Linked DNA regions of Mus musculus: region 1 is linked to region 2. The links are chromatin contacts, called in public Hi-C maps. All regions are on one chromosome and are shown on one strand. The core of a region is the stretch at or near the end of the contact, and the rest is flanking DNA. Distances in the headings are between cores, read along the strand shown. Region 1 holds the start of N4bp2 (NEDD4 binding protein 2). Region 2 holds the start of Tbc1d1 (TBC1 domain family, member 1).

Region 1 (3,950 bases), core at 239-2,738, 1.6 Mb after region 2:
AATCCATTTATTCCAATGCTGTCTCCTCCTTTGAAAGATGTGTTGTACTTTTCCTATTGGCTTAGAATGTGAGCCAATAAGGAAAGAGGAGTCCTTGGAAGTATTCATAAAGCAAGCCTGGCATTGTGCACACTGGTAAAGATGGCTTTGTTCTTTACATCTGTGAGAATTTTATGGGTTTGATACTTTTCTTTTGACATAGTAAGCAAAAGTAATTCAGATTGGGTGGTGCTGTCCCTTGAAATATATTTTCTAATGTTTAAGAATTCCCCCCTTTTATTATTTGGACTTAAGATGTGATAAATCCTTAACAGATGTTCAAAAGAAATTCAAGAACTTAAATACAAGTTTTTATTATCACGTTGAACATATTTCAGATGAACAAAATTAATATAAATTTGCTAGGTTTGTTTGAAGTCTATAATTACTAAGTTTCTTTCATTTCAAAAGTGGCATATATTACAGTTATTAGGCTCCTAATAGCTGCTTAGAAACAGATTAATGTTAGGTTCTCAGCAGTAGCTACTTACGCTCGGGATTGTAGACTATTAAATTTCTTTTGTTTACCATATTTAGAATAAGCCTTAATAAAGATGTTTGTATAGTATATATTTTTAAACACTGAAACTCAAGAGATCTCTAAAAAGACAAAGAAAATAAAAAACACATCCATTCATATTCTTTTCTGTGTGGGAGATTTCATTAGAACATTTATTTGCTTAAGTACACTAGTTTCTTTGCTTAAATACACCAGTTTCTAGAAAAAACCCCACTAGACCATTTGCTCATTGAGTGTGAGAATGTTCAAGCCAGATCTAAAGGGATTTTTTTCACTTGTATTCTTTCCAAATCTACATTCAGTTTAAATAATTGCCATAACAATTGACAGATAATCTGTCTCTCTGATGTGGATGAATATCAAGAGGTTATTTTACTACGGGGGGGGGGGGCAGTGAAAAATACAAAGTAATTGCAAAGAGAGAGGAAAGTCCAGGAGAAAACAGACACAAAAACAAAAAGAACAAAACTAAAAACTCCGAAACGACCAGTAGCATCATTAATCAGAAGGCTAGAGAGAGACACACACTTTTGTACTCTGATCGTTTCATGTCAGGACAGAACAAATTAAGCAAGGAAGTCAGAGTCCAACAAGGAAAAACATGGAGCGGGCTTAGGGGACGGGCTAATCATCCAGGATCGTTAACAGGGAAAGGGAACACTGTTGCTTTTTCTTGGCACCTGAAAACTCCAGCTCCACACTGGCAAAGGCCGCAGCTCTTTTGGGCTCAGGCCAGCGGGTTCCGACCGCACGTTGGCGGCGCGGGCTGGATCCCGGCAGCCTCCGTCCCGGTTGCTGGGGCCGCGGGGCCCTTTGTTCCCGCGGGGCGCCGCCGCCCGTCCGCCCCGAGTGAGCGGGCCCCCGTGGGGGACAGCGCGGGGCCCATCGCCTCGCCCCGCCGACCTCGCAGCTGCAGTCCCGCCCGCCCCAGCTCCTAGTTCCTCCCTCGCTGCCCAGGGCCAGAACGACCTTGTTTTGCTTTTCGGGCTCGGGAGAGAGGTGAGGGTTAGACCCGGCCGCGGCTCACCGGGGCGCTTACACGGGCAGCAGTAGGGGGGGTCCCAGCGCCTGCCTTTCCCCGGAGCCCTCGGGGGACAGCGGCGGGCCGCAAGCTTCCGGGAGAGCCTCGGGGGGCCCCGCGGGTCCCGGGCTGCGCCTCCCGCCAGGCCCGGGACTCACTTCTCGTAACGGAGCCAGCGAGGCGCCAGCACCGGTGGGCTCGGGTCTCCGGGCCGGCGCCGTGGCGGGCGCGGGCCGACGCATCCTGGAGAGCCCGGGGTGGGTGGGTGGGGGGTGTGCGGAGCAGCAGAGGTCGCGGCCCCGGGGCGGGGGCGGAGATCCACCTGGCTACGTGGCAGCCATTGCGGCGGCCGCGAGACCCCTCCCCACGCGGCCGCCCACCCGCCCTCTCGCGGCGGGCTCCTGCGCGGCTGCTCTTCCCCGGTCGGACGGAGAGCGGCAGTGTGTCCTCGCTCCGCACGCTCGCTGCGTCTCCCCCACCCCCGCCCCGCGGACACAGCTGCTCGCCAGCCCCGCGCCGCGCCGCGCCGCGCCGGAGAGCGTAGTGGCTGGCGGCGGCGGGAAAGGGTTGCGGACCCGCGGCGCTTACTCGACGACACGGCCCGGGGGCTTCGACGCCCCGCTCCCGCAGCAGGTAAAGGCGGAGGTTGGCGAGGCGGGCGGCGGGACTCGGGGAGGAAAAGAGCGGGAGGGGATCCCGGGAGCGCGGAGTCCCAGAGGAGGAGGGCCCGAGGCGGGCGGCGAGCGAGAGACGCGGCAACCCCGGGCAGGCACGGGCCGGGCGGGCGGGCGGGCGGAAGGGGAGTGAGGCGTCGCGGGAGGCGGGCCCTGGCGCGGGGCCCGAGGCCGAGCGAAGGCGGGCGCCGCGGCAGCTTCCCCGGCAGCTCCTCCAGCGCCTGGCGGGCCTCCAGGCCCCGACACACCCCTCCCGCCCCCGGATTCTCCGGGTGCCTTCCCGCCCCGACTTGACCTCGCGCCCCTGCGAGCGCCCCGCCGTTTTCCCAGGCCGAGCCTTGTGGGAACTTGGGCCGCCTGCCCGGGCTGGTAGTGCCCGTAGAGCTGTTTATTTACTCACTTCCAAACCACACGCACGCACGCTCGCTCGCAAGCTCACTCCACACCGGCAGGCTGGCCTCCCTCCGGGCGGGTGCGCCCGCGACCCTCACCCCTTCCCATCCGTAACTTTCCCTCTCGCTCTCCGAAAACCGGGCTTCGAGAGACGGAGTCAGACCGCGGGGCAGTTTATCCCGCTCGCGCTTTTGGTTACAACACTTTCTTTATTCCTGCCCCAAAAAGAGAGCGGGAAGAATTTTTTTTTTAACTCGATGCCAGCCAGATCGGAGGCAGGGCCCGCTGGCTTTAGGGAATCCTTCCGCACATGTCTTTAGGAGTGGGAGGTGGCCTTGCTGTACCGACAGGTTTGTACACACTCTTGCCATGCAGTGGTTGTAACGTCTCCATAGCACAGGTCTGGCTTGCGAAGGATTGGCTGCTTTTTCTACTCGGTGTCTCCGAGCCAATCAAGAAGCGCGGCTTGCCTGGAGACTGGTTAACTCAGAAAAGGTGGGGATTGGTTGAGCCTCCGAGGGGGGGAAAAAAAATCCCGGAGATAACCTGGCCTTTCAGAAAACAATGACTGATTTGCAGCTGCCTCTCCGCCCCCAGTTAATTTATTTCTTTTTAATACAGTACCCTTCGATAGCACCATTCGCCTTTTCTTTCCTTAAAAAAAAAAATCACTTCTACGGTTGGCCTTCAAATTAGCTCTCAGATGCAACTCGTTCGAACTCCAGTGGTTCAGTTTTCACAAAAATAATTTTTACGAAACATAACAATGCGTTTTTGTGTGTTGATAAGTGTGGTTCAGTTTTCTTTCAGCCGATTTTTGTTTTGTTTTGTTTTGGTTAAAGGTCAGTCAATTTTCAGTTACTATGCCAACGTATTATTTAAATGTTCTGCGGAGATGGGGGTGTGTGTGTGCTACATGGTGGAGGTATTGGGAAGAATTAGAAAGAAATGGCTGCTGCTCTTCTGCAGAGAGACAGCGATTTAGTTAATGAGGAAAACAAACCAAAACAGCAGCAGCAGCAGCAACAACAAACTCAACCTGGAAAGCAGTAACAGACCCCTGTTTCCTGCAGATCAGTGTACTGTACTCTCAGAGCTTTCTGTTCACCTGTTGGCTTTAGTCGCTGTCAAGTGGCAGTACTGAACGTAATAGGAAAACCGGCTTAAGTCATGGTAAAGGCATTTATCTTATACACAATTAGAGGCTAACTCCTATCAACGTAGGTGTGTTTTAAAAAAGAAATTTTTCTTTTAAAATGCCATGATTTAATCCTGTTTCTCTGAGTCTTTTGATATGCAGAGG
Region 2 (3,829 bases), core at 1,156-3,655:
CAAGCCAGCAAGACAGTCTATCCAGGGACCTCTGGGTCACTAAGGCCATCTAGGAGCCCCTGTGGGGAAGAGCTACACACACACACACACACACACACACACACACACACACACACAGAGTCAACCAGCCCAATGTCATCCCATAGCCCAGAGGGAACTCTGCTGCTGCACTTCAGTCTCAACCCCTTAGAGATGGCCTTAGGGGCTCTGTTGGAACTCCTGTGCCTCAGGAGGAGGAGCCACTTCCTTCCTATAACAAGAACGGGTGCAGGTGGGTGCCCAGAGCTTGGCTGGCACTGCTCACAGTGAGACTACAGATTTCTCTTCCTGTTTGACAGTCTTTAACTCTGCAAACCCCACATGCCAGCCTTGATCTAGAGATTTTACTATTTCTTCCTGAGCTGCTGGAACCCAAAGGGTGAGGCAGGCAGGCTGTCTCCTGAGGTCTACAATAAGTCAGTTAAGGGTTGTTTTTTTTGTTTGTTTTTTGTTTTTTGTTTTTTGTTTTTTTTTTTTTTTAAAGTTCCGAATTCTTTATTGTGTGTCTGGGAACTAGAAAGGTGATGTAGAGATAGCTGCCTGGTGCCTGGTACATGGGCACAACACTTCCCCAGGCCAGGTCAGGGTTAGCATGGTTTCTTGCCTCTAAGGTATACATCTCTGAGCTGGAATTTGTGCGAGCTTATGGGGGAATGAACTGCTCCCCCTCCTCCCAGCACCAGCTGGAGCCTGGACTACTAGGCTACTCTACCCAGGCACTGCCTTCCTTTACCATCTGGTCTCTACTTGACTGCTAAGCCTTCCTGCACTCCAGAATCAAACGTTTTGCAGGGAGGAGGTGGCAGGGTGAGGACAAGATAAGGGAAGGAAATGGTAGATGAGGTGGCTCTGGCCCTATTCTGTAAGCATGCTCCAGAAATTCTCTGTCCCTTCTATGGTGGAGACTGCCAGGCAGGGTAGTTAAGCAATAGGTCCAAATGTGGCTGGGATGCTCCTTCAATGGCTGGCATGTCGCTTGTCTTGACGTGGTGACCTTCTGGAAGTAGCCATGGTCTGTAGGCCACAGAGCGGGAAGGACAACTTAACAATGGGGTTGAAGATAAAAGCATGAAACAGTGATAGTATGATGCTGAAGACGATAGAGTTTAGCTGGATAACCTGATCTTTTCCTGCGGAGCATTTTCCACGAACCAATCAACACTCTTTTCCTTAGACTATTCCTGGCTATATCTATTCTCATTCATTCTCTCTCTCTCTCTCTCTCTCTCTCTCTCTCTCTCTCTCTCTCTCTCTCTCTCTCTCTCTCTCGATCTGAAACTAGGAAGACAAACTATGGTGTAATAAAGAATGAACTAACCCCACATGGCAGCTACGGAGGGCTCTAGATACAATCCAAGCCACGTGCACCGCTCACTTTTCTTGGATCCCTTCTGCTCTTTGGAGTGAGTCTGCCTCTTTAACTTGCGGGAATGGTGCTTTGAGAGGTTTCTGTGGCTCTCTGGCGTGCACACAGACGCGCAGTGCGTGCGTGTGTGTGCTCCGCACGCAGAGAGGGAAAAAGCGCGCGGTCCGGGCTCTGCGTCACTCCCCGCACCTGGCCAGAGATGGGTTTAGTAGAGGCTAATCCGCGGAGGGCACTTCATCCCGGGTGTTTCTCTGAGTCCCCGATTTTGCTGCCTGGAGTGCCAGCGTCCCATCCTGCTTCGGTTCCTGGTTCCCCCCACCAGCCCCCATCCTGCCATTCGACCCCAATGCAAGAAGGATGAGGCGGGGGAAGGGCTGGTGGCTGGGTGGCCTGCGGGTACGCTGCGCAGTGATCTCCGGGTCCGTTTCGGAGGGTGCGTGCAGAGAAGCAGGATCCCTCAGGGAGCGCGGGCTCCGCTGCCACCTGCTGAGAACCTCGCACGCCAAAACAGCCTCGGGCAGGGCTACCTGCTATAAATAAGCGGTCAAGAGCCCGGTGTGTGACCACACATCCCGCCGGGAGGGCCATAATCACTTGTGAGCACGCAGGGAATATTCCGGGCCAGGACTTCGCGCTGAGGCTGGATGGGGTGGCGATGCTTGCACCTTCCCCGAGCTCTCGTGGGGTGGCGCCTGGTGGCCCCTGGGCGGGCTGAGGATGGACCGCTGGGGAGCGAGGGGAGGGAGGCCGCGGAGGACCCGCACTGCAGCAGCTGTTGCTCGCCTGTGACTCGCCAGTCTGGGCCGAGTCGCCTAGCCAGAGTCGCTTGGTGCGGAGGGGAAGGGAGGGCATCTACTCCTGTTCTTGGCTCCCGGGGGACTCACTAGGGAGATTCCGGCTGCTGTCCCCCTCCCCCGCCTCTGCTTTCCCCAGCGCTCGCCCAGCCCGGGAGGAGGAAACGCGAGCGAGCCGCGCGCAGACACCTCCTCCTCCTCCTCAGCTGCTGTCGCCGCCGCCGGCCACACCGCGGTGCCTGTTGCTGCAAGCCACCTCGGACCGACCGTCTCTTCAACCCGCAAGAGAAGCAGAGACTGTGGAGTGGACCCCCACCCCAGCAGCGTGGGGCGGCAAGAGCACAGCCAGCTGAGGACCATGGACGCCCCGCCCGCCCAGGCCATCTTCTGGGTGCCCGGGAGCACCTGCGCGCCCTAGCTCAGCCCGGAGTTCTGAGCGTGCCACCTCACTGGTAGGTTCCACCTTGGGTCCTTAGGGTGCGGGGCAACCCTCCACTTCCAGCATGCCCCTGAGCTCCCTTGCTGCAGAGAAGGCGCGGTCCCGCCACCCAAGGGCGTTGCTGCCGGGTCTCTTGGGGTGCTCTGGTGGGGGAGGGGGAAGAGGCGGGATTTCAGAGCTACCTTGTTGTCCTCTGCTTGGGGGTGGGGGGGGGGGGGAGAAACCTTGATGCTTTCTGCGCTGCGACGAAGGTGCTCAGGTCCCCTGCTCCTCCTCCTTGCATATCCCGCCCCACTCCCTCCCGCCAAATATCACCGGGGCACAAGTGTTTGTAAGGCATCCAGCTCGGACGAGGCCGGTCAGAGTGACCCCAGGCCGCCTTTTGAAAGTTCAGGGTACTTTGCAGCGGTAACTTTGGCAGCTTCTCGGTGCACGCAACATTTCTTTCTATGGGCACATCCTGTGCTGGTCATTTTGAAACCCGGCTTGATTGTTTCCTAGCAGCTTCCGGGTTGCTACGTGAGTAAGAGGCTCACTCTAACTTCACAGGTTGCTGTTCTCTTCTTTTCTAAAAGATGTGTCGTTCTGTTTGAACCCCACCTAGGTGTGGCGTTCCTGGTTGTGATTTTATTTTAAATGCCTTGTTCTCCGGAAGTTGCTTAAAAAGGAAAAGAAATTGAAAGTGATGAGTGTTTCTCTCAGCAAACATCTTCAGCGCCCTGGTACTGATGATGGCAGGCATTCACCTCCTACGTACAACCCTCCTTCGTCCTCTTAGTGGCTGCAAGCCGTTCTTCTATTTAGAGCCAGGTGTTAGAAGGGAATTTTTGAATGACCTAATTTAAATGGGTCACACCCAGGAAGCTCAGCTGTCTCTACAAGTCTAAACTTCTAAACTTTTTGCGTTGCACCTCCATGGGCAAAGATCCCTTTTAAGACCCCCTCGATGTGAAGTGGGATTCCCATGAGTTGGAGAATGGCCACACTTAGGCTTTATTGTTTGTGGAGCCTGCTCAAGGTGGGAGGGGTGGGATGGGAGAAGGAGAGGGCAGCTGTACCCAAAGGTAGGAATGTATCACTTTTCAGGGTCTCACTACCTTGCCTGAGAGCTCGCTGAGGCTAGCGAGTTCTTTTCTCTTTTCTCAGCATTCACGGTGCCCCCCTTCTGCAGAGTCAGTTCCTCCCTGGGAA

The links. Hi-C and Micro-C count contacts between places; a contact is called where the count stands out from the background.
Region 1: a Hi-C map of B cells shows a contact between it and region 2, with 7 read pairs. The contact joins the promoter of N4bp2 here to the promoter of Tbc1d1 in region 2. A contact is called at or near these places in 2 of 39 promoter capture datasets (cranial neural crest and pre-B cells) and 1 of 484 Hi-C or Micro-C datasets (B cells).

Annotation. Positions count from the first base shown.
Region 1 is chr5:65,762,033-65,765,982 of GRCm38.p6, forward strand. N4bp2 (NEDD4 binding protein 2) reads left to right here and starts at 1,489. Exons shown (of 20, transcript NM_001024917.1): 1 at 1,489-1,558.
Region 2 is chr5:64,157,855-64,161,683 of GRCm38.p6, forward strand. Tbc1d1 (TBC1 domain family, member 1) reads left to right here and starts at 2,406. Exons shown (of 22, transcript NM_001310611.1): 1 at 2,406-2,651.